Regions from separate parts of the Ovis aries genome. Here region 2 is linked to region 1. A link is a contact called in public Hi-C data. All regions are on one chromosome and are shown on one strand. The core of a region is the stretch at or near the end of the contact, and the rest is flanking DNA. Distances in the headings are between cores, read along the strand shown.

Region 1 (4,011 bases), core at 700-3,199:
CCTATGAGCTTGGTTTTGTTTGTTTAGATTCCACATTTAAATCAAATCATGGAGTATTTGCCTTTCTCCAACTTATTTCACTCAGCACAGTGCCTTTAAGGTCCATTCATGTTGCTGCAAATGACAAGGTTTTACCTATTTTTGGACACAATTTTATTTTTATGGCCGAATAATATTCCAGTGTGTGTGTGTGTGTGTGTGTGTGTGTACCCCATCTTCTTTATCCATTCATCCATCAATGGACATTTAAGTTGTTTCCATGTCGTGGCCGTTGTAAATAATGCTGCAGTGACCATGGACGTGCAGATAGCTTTTCAAGTTAGTGTTTTCATTTTCTTCAGATAAATACCCAAGAGTGGAATTGCTGAATCATATGGCAGTTCTAGCTTTAATTTTTTGAGGTACCTCTTACTGTTTTCCATCATGGTTGCACCAATTTGCATTCCCACCAACCATGCATCAGGGTTCCTTTTTCTCCATGTCCTTGCAAACACTTGTTATTTATCGTCCTTTTAGTCATACTGGCGGGTATACATTAGTATCTCATTTTGGTTTTGATTTGGATTTCCCTGGTGCTTAGTGATATTGAACATCATGTCGTGTGTCTATTGGCCATCTGTATATCTTCTTTGGAAAAAAAAAAATGTTTATTAAGTTGCTCTGTCCATTCTTGAAGAAAGCTGAGCACCGAGGAACTGATGCTTTTAAACTGTGATGTTGGAGAAGACTCTTGAGAGTTTCTTGGACTGCAAGGAGATCCAACCAGTCCATCCTAAAGGAGACCAGTCCTGGGTGTTCATTGGAAGGACTGATGCTAAGGCTGAAACTCCAATACTTGAGCCACCTCATGTGAAGAGCTGACTCATTGGAAAAGACTCTGATGCTGGGAGGGATTGAGGGCAGGAGGAGAAAGGGGACGACAGAGGATGAGATGGCTGGATGGCATGACTGACTCGATGGATGTGAGTTTGAGTGAACTCCGGGAGTTGCTGATGGACAGGGAGGCCTGGCATGCTGTGATTCATGGGGTCACAAAGAGTCGGAAACGACTGAGTGACTGAACTGACTGACTGTCCATTCTTAAATTGGATCATTTGGGGTTTTGCTCTTGAGTTATATGAATTCTTTATTTTGAGTATTAATCCCTTATCAGATATACAATTTGCATATATATTTCTCCCATTCAGTAGGTTATCTTTTCATTTTGTAGATGGTTTCATTTCTCCAATTTCTATCTCTAGAATTTTGGAACCCACTCATGGAAGAAAAAAGAGAAAAAAAAAAAACCACTCAAAAAAGTGCTGGCCAGAAAGTCATACAAATTCTTCTTGAAAGAAAATGTTACAAATATTCAAAATGTTTCAATCTATCAGCCTTGGAGAAAAAATTACTTCTTGGTTAAAGAACAAAACAGCTTGTGCTTATATAGTATATTGGATGGGAAAATACCTGTAACACACATTAAAATAAAATCATGTGAAAATAAGCTCAGAGGTAGCTTATTTTCTTTAAACTTTATTGATAGAAATAACTTCTGGGTGTTATTTGGTGATGCAGGTTGAATCTCTGTGGGACCCTGGCTGGTAACGTGGGGTGAACTTCACTCCACCATCTTTCCTGGAACACCATTCAGCATCTTCCCTTTTGTTTTTTCCCCTGGACTCTTTAGCAAACGGCTTCCAGTTTGGGGAAAAAAATTTTTTTTCAGCCCACACTTAACTGTTTTTTTGCAATAATCACGCCACCTCTAGCTTAGCTCATGGTATGAGAAAGCTTAATAAGACTTCACATTTTGGTTCTTGATGAGTAGCCAGGTCGCAGGCTGCTGAGGAAGCAAGATTTATCCTCTCTGAGGACTCAGAGTAAAGCCCTTACCATGTCCTTACGAAACTATGAAAGAAGCCCTGGGAGAAAAGAGCAAAACAAAACACACCACTAAAGACAGTGTGTGCTGAGAGCAGCAGGCATGTGCTGGTCAAGGAATTAGATCACTCAAAGTGGTGAGTCATTCCGCAACTATGCAGTGTTTGCGGTCGAAGAGAAACCTTTGCCAGAGAATGACTAAAATCTATTGGCAGCGTCTTTAAAGGAATCATGACTGGGCCCAAACCCGTGAATACGCAAGTGTGCTTTTTTTTTCTTCTTCTTTTTTTACTGATTCAAGACTGAGAGTAAGAAAACACCACCCCTGTTGACGTCTAAGCTACAGCACGGTCTGTGGGGCATTCCCGGCAACGGCTCTCGATAGGGCCAAGTCCAGTCACTCCTCTCCGTGTATGGACGTGGCTGTGTGTGTGCAGTTAGTAGAATGAACAAAGCAGCCTTATACAAATTGTTTGAGTCATTTGGACTTGATAATTTAGAAATAAGCCTAGAGGAGAAAATCCCCAAATTTGGTTATTGTTTCAGTTTCCTGTGGCTGACATAATGAAGTGCTGTAAACGGAGGCTTAAACAGCACAGTTTATTGTCTCACAGTCCTCGAGGCTAGAAGTCCAAGATCGAGGTGTCAGCAGGGTTGGTTCCTTCGAGAGCTGTGAGGGAAAATCTGGCTTATGCTTCTCTTCTAGCTTCTGGTGTTTTGCTGGCAAACGGTGCTGTTCCCTGACTTGAAGAAGCAACACCAGGATCTCTGCCTTCATTTTCACATCGTGTTCTCCCTGTATGTGTCTGTCTCCAAGTTTCCCCTTTGATAAGGACATCAGTCATATTGGATTGGGGCCCACTGTGCTCCGCTATGACCTCATCTCAACTAATTACATCTGCAATGACCCTATCTCCAAATAAGATCACATTCCCAGGGGCTGGAGCTTGGAACTTTAGCATGTGTATTTGGGGGAGGAGTACAAAATTCAGCCCATAATGGTTGCTTATCTATCAGCCAGGGATAATTTATTCCAAAAGTAGTAGGTGCATGGGGGCTTCCCTGGAGGCTCAATGGTAAAGAATCTGCCTGCAATGCAGGAGGCCCGGTTCGATCCCTGGATCGGGAAGATCCCCTGGAGGAGGGCTTAGCATCCCTTTCCAATATTCTTGCCTGGAGAATCCCATGGACAGAGAAGCCTGGCGGGCTACAGTCCATAGGATGGCATAGAGTTGGACATGACTCAAGTGACTTAGCACATAGGCATGCCCAGTAGGTTCATATAAAATTCCACAGTAGTCAATGTTATTGTCTATATTAAGTTCAGAAGAAAAGTCCAGAGTTCTAAAAATTTTGAATATGTTTTTCATATATGAGGATTAATTATTTTAAATGGGGCTTCCCTGATGGCTCAGAGGTAAAGAATCTGCCTGCAATGCAGAAGACCCAGGAGACAGGTTCGATCCCTGGGTTGGGAAGATCCCCTGGAGGAGGGCATGGCAACCCACTCCAGTATTCTTGCCTGGAGAATCTCATGGACAGAGGAGCCTGAGGGGTACAGTCCATGGGGTTGCAGAGCTGGACATGACTGAAATGACTGGGCACACATGTACCAATGTTAATTGACGGAGACTCTCTAATCTGAAAAAGAGCGATCCAACTAAACAGGTTTTTTGAAACACCAGGGTACAGTACCCTGTAAAAACACTGGTATTTATCAATGCAAATACCACAGTTCAAAACGTTAAGACTTTGACTTTGAGGCTGTTCAAGGAGCTTGTTTATTTATTTTTTGATGATACTCTTTGAAAAGAAAGTACACTCGTGTGTGGGTGCATCCATGTACATCTACCCCCTGTGAGTGAGTGCAGGGTGCATATTTGTGTCACTGCTGTTTCCAACACTTAGAAGTCCATCATGTAAATCAGGGTGAATGTGTGTAGTCAAGGGAGAGAAACACTGGGATTACCATAGTTAAAGGGGAAAATGAGCAGAAATACGGATCTAAGAATACATGCAGTTCTGGGTGAGTTTTAGGTCTTAGAAGGAGTGAGGCCCTCTATCCACTAAAACTAACACTAAACACGAGCATTTTGGTTTGAAAGTACATTGGCCAGCCAATACAATTACCCATCCTTTCATCAAGGG
Region 2 (4,011 bases), core at 770-3,269, 150 kb before region 1:
AATAATGTTGAGAGCATGCAGTCAAAATGTGCACAAGTAACTGTGAAGAAAGCTGAGCACCGAAGAATTGATGCTTTTGAACTGTGGTGTTGGAGAAGACTCTTGAGAGTCCCTTGGACTGCAAGGAGATCCAACCAGTCCATTCTAAGGGAGATCAGTCCTGGGTGCTTATTGGAAGGACTGATGCTAAAGCTGAAACTCCAATACTTTGGCCACCTCATGCGAAGAGTTGACTCATTGGAAAAGACTCTGATGCTGGGAGGGATTGGGGGCAGGAGAAGGGGACGACAGAGGATGAGATGGCTGGATGGCATCACTGACTCGATGGACATGGGTTTGGGTGAACTCGGGAGTTGGTGATGGACAGGGAGGCCTGGCGTGCTGCAATTCATGGGGTGGCAAAGAGTCAGACACGACTGAGTGACTGAACTGAACTGAACTGAACTGAACCACCACAAAAATTCACCAGTTCTTTCTTCAAGAAAAATAAATGAAAACTGCCTTGTAACTACGCAGAGTCAGATCATTAAGAGCTGACTGGAAAAGAGTGGAGCAGCTTGAATTTGAGAGGACATGATCAGCATCAACGTGAGTACTGTGTTTATTTCAGGTGAAGGTGTGATCTCTGTGCTTACCATCATGATTCAGTGGTGAGCCCAAACAGAAGGAATTGCTGAGCTCGCCTCCATGATTACTAAAACCATACATGTAACCTGAGTAGATGTAGGGCTGGGGGGAAAAAATGGCAAAATACTTCAACTTTCACAATACCAGCAAAAATATGAGGAACCGTGGTGATGTTGACCTACATTCTAGGAAGGTTAGAAAAACAGCTGCATGGTAGGACACTAAATAAATGCAGAACTGCAGAAAGGTATCATAATGAAAATAATCGTGGTGCTTATTTTGAAATTCTCCCATTTCTAATTTTCTGTACCTGTTTCAAAACACCCCCTTTCCTCTACATAGCATACTTTCATTGCATCTGATATAAGAATGTACGTTTCCATAACCCAGTCATCATTCTCTCACGAACTCTTTCATTCCCACAAAAGAAGGAAAAAGCCCTTTTTAAACACAGCACATGCATGTAAGCAAATCAGAAAGAGCAAAAAAAATTCATGAATGAGCAGGAGACAGTTTCTTAATGGAATGTTTTAAGGGCCTGTGGTATAAACAGTAAACAAAACTGATTCACTAAATGTTAATACTGTTGACCATGATGTAAGAATTGGGCTTTCTTTTTTTTCATGTTCCAGAGGCAAGAGGGAAATGAATATCTTGGTGGGGAAAAAGTGATACCTTCCTTGGCATTTCAAAACCATTGCTCAATGGCTCTTGAGCAAGGGAAGCCACCGTAATGACTTTATTTTACCTACCGCAATTATGGGGCACCTCGGAGTAGTTCTCCACCATAACCCACTTTCCTTGCTCCACTCCAGCCCTGCTAAATCATCTCTGGAAACCATTAACCGAGACTCCCATTCCAATTTTCCTCTCCTCCCTCCCCTGCTGCCTCAGTCATGCTGGAACCAGGACAAAGCCAACTTGTATTACATCACAGAGCAAACTCCTTTTTCTGTAAACCATCTCCTTGGTAGTTTACCGCTACTGGAACCCAAGGCTGTCAACAGTGTGGTCTTTGTTTGGTGGGTGTTGCTTGAAAAATTAAGCCAAAAAAAAAAAAAAAATGAAGTTTCCCCTACACCTCTTTCCTCGTGTAAATACAGGCCAGTGGTTGGAGGCGCCTCTGCAGCCTGGCTCCACCCGCAGTGTAAACGAGACATTACCTTATACACAAATGAATCTACGCATTCCTCATCTAGCTGCCTCCCCGCACATTCCTCTGCTCCCTGCTCACACCCCGGCCTTCCCCTCCTCTTTCCTCTACCCCCACCCTGCTTTTTTTTTTTTCAATTTCCATTGCCTCACTGTGTTTTTGTGTAAATGATCTCACATGACTCAACAAATCCATCTGCCTGAAGCAGGCCAAGTCTGGAGCCCTCCCAGGAGGGAGGAGAAGAATTGCTTTGTGGAAAGGACCTGGAGCGCTGCCCTTTCTCTGGCTCGAATTACCCGCCTGTCAGGCCTGACGGATTTGGCTAAAAATAAAAGGAAGCGGGCCGTGAAAAGCAGATGAATGGGCTCAGCAGTTCCTTAGATAACACGGGCCTGCTGTGGCCCAAAGCGCCCCAAACAGAAACTTCAAATGTGGGGCTTGCGAAGGCCAGGGATGGGGTGTCCAGGTGAAAGTGGGGGGACAGGGACTGGGGTTAGATTTTTGCCCAAGGACTTGTGTGTGTGTGTGTGTGTGTGTGTGTGAGAAAGAGACAGAGAGAGAGATATACAAAAAGGTCCTCAGAAAAACAGTAGAGTTCGGTAGTGAGAAGGATTGGCTCATTAAAAAAAAAAGAGAGAAGAAAAGAAAAAAAATATTGTTTCCACTACAAAATTACCCTTCTTTCCACCTCCCAACACCAGACATTTTAAGCCTCCCTATGATGTCACTTCTATATCCTGAGCCAGCACAGAGCTCAAAGTCTTTCTTGTGAGTGGATGCCCAGCGCCCGCCCGCAGTGGGTATTAAGCACTTAGGTTGGCAATGTAATGACACACTGTAACAATCTGTAATATGAAGCAGTCAGCAAAGCCCTGGCTCGAGGAGCTGTTTCTCCCGACCATTAACCATATGTTTGGCTCCCCAGCTAGCGGAGCAGAGCACGGTTCCAGCTCACCATCTGGTTTCTATCCACACAAGCAACTGCAAAGCACAGACCATCTCCCTCTGGAGCTGTGTTTCTTTTTCTCTCTTTTCCGTTCTGCCCTTCCCCTTTCCGCCTCCCAGCTCCTTTGGTTCCCTCGGCTAAAGAATTCTCTGCCATTCATCACGTGCAAAGAAAACTTTACCTGGCGGCAGCGGCCGAGCTATTAAGAATGCACAGCTGTATTGAAAACACGCCAGAGGACCGGTTCCCGTCCTCGTCCGCCCCACGCGGTCCCTACCCTTCCTCACCCCTATTGAGTGCTGACACTTGATCCAGGATGTTAAAAATAGGTACATTCTTGACAGATCCAGGGGTGGTTGTGGTGCCCTTCACACTCACTCCATATTCTGAGCTTTTAAACGCCACACACACACACACACACACACACCCCTAAATTTGCCTCTGCATTCAATTCGCATGACATCAGTCTCACCCAGATGACACACCGGCTACAAATAACCAAGCCAAGGAAAGGACTCTGTTTCTTTCTCTGCCCTCAAGGATTCAATCCCACGTGTGTATTTTTCTTTCTTTCTTCTTTCCCTACGGAGCCTAAACTGAAAGAGATCCCACCTCAGAAGAATAAGAGCCCCCAGCCTTTTTCAACAAACTGATAATTTGCAAAACTTATGCTTATTGACATTGGCATTTTCATCGAACACAATCATAACAGGGGACAGACTATCGGAATTCAGGCACTTTTCTTGCAACATCTCCCAAGTATTTAACTCAGATTTTTTCTTTACATGATTTCAGGTAGTTTATAATTTTTTTTTTTAATTTAAGACGAGACAGTGGTAAGCAGAAATTAGATAATTTTGCCCCCATTCCCACTAGAATTATATGTGTAATACCAGCCCATTTTACTGAATTAGGAACTGAAAGTTAATTCTTTCCCACACCTTAAAAAAATTAAAAGGCTGGTTTCTCACATACCAAGAAGAAAAGGAAGAGTATCATTAAAAAGTGATTAAGCAGAATGTCAGATTTTATCAACGTGGCAGCAATACGGAGGTTCAGTCAGGGGAACGCTGTTTATTCAGGCTAACAAGGGTGTCAGGAGGCCACTACCTGAGCGGACATCTTACGCCCACTGTCCTTGTCAATCCTCGTTTCGTGATTTGAATAGGCCTTTTGTTTGCTACTTCTACCAATAAGTGACATCAAAATTCTGCTGCCCATAGGTTTTAGAAAATGATAGAAAAGGAACTTTCAATTTCAGAAGCCTTAAGAAATTGTCCATAGA

What was found. A called contact is a pair of places that touch in the nucleus more often than the background predicts.
Region 2: a contact with region 1 is called in a Hi-C map of tail adipose tissue, with 2.1 times the contacts expected there. The contact joins two enhancer-like sites. A contact is called at or near these places in 4 of 16 Hi-C or Micro-C datasets (muscle, omental adipose tissue and tail adipose tissue).

What each region holds. Positions count from the first base shown.
Region 1 is chr8:47,253,174-47,257,184 of ARS-UI_Ramb_v3.0, reverse strand. No RefSeq gene overlaps it. Among named protein-coding and RNA genes, the nearest start is that of BACH2, 65 kb to the left of the region's middle. Within about 2 kb of position 1,949, at least 33 of the 54 cell types and tissues checked have an H3K27ac peak or open chromatin away from gene starts, as enhancers often do. A contact at or near this core is called in muscle and tail adipose tissue, where this site is marked.
Region 2 is chr8:47,400,174-47,404,184 of ARS-UI_Ramb_v3.0, reverse strand. All of the region lies in intron 2 of BACH2 (BTB domain and CNC homolog 2), which reads right to left. Among named protein-coding and RNA genes, the nearest start is that of BACH2, 82 kb to the right of the region's middle. Within about 2 kb of position 2,019, at least 43 of the 54 cell types and tissues checked have an H3K27ac peak or open chromatin away from gene starts, as enhancers often do. A contact at or near this core is called in muscle and tail adipose tissue, where this site is marked.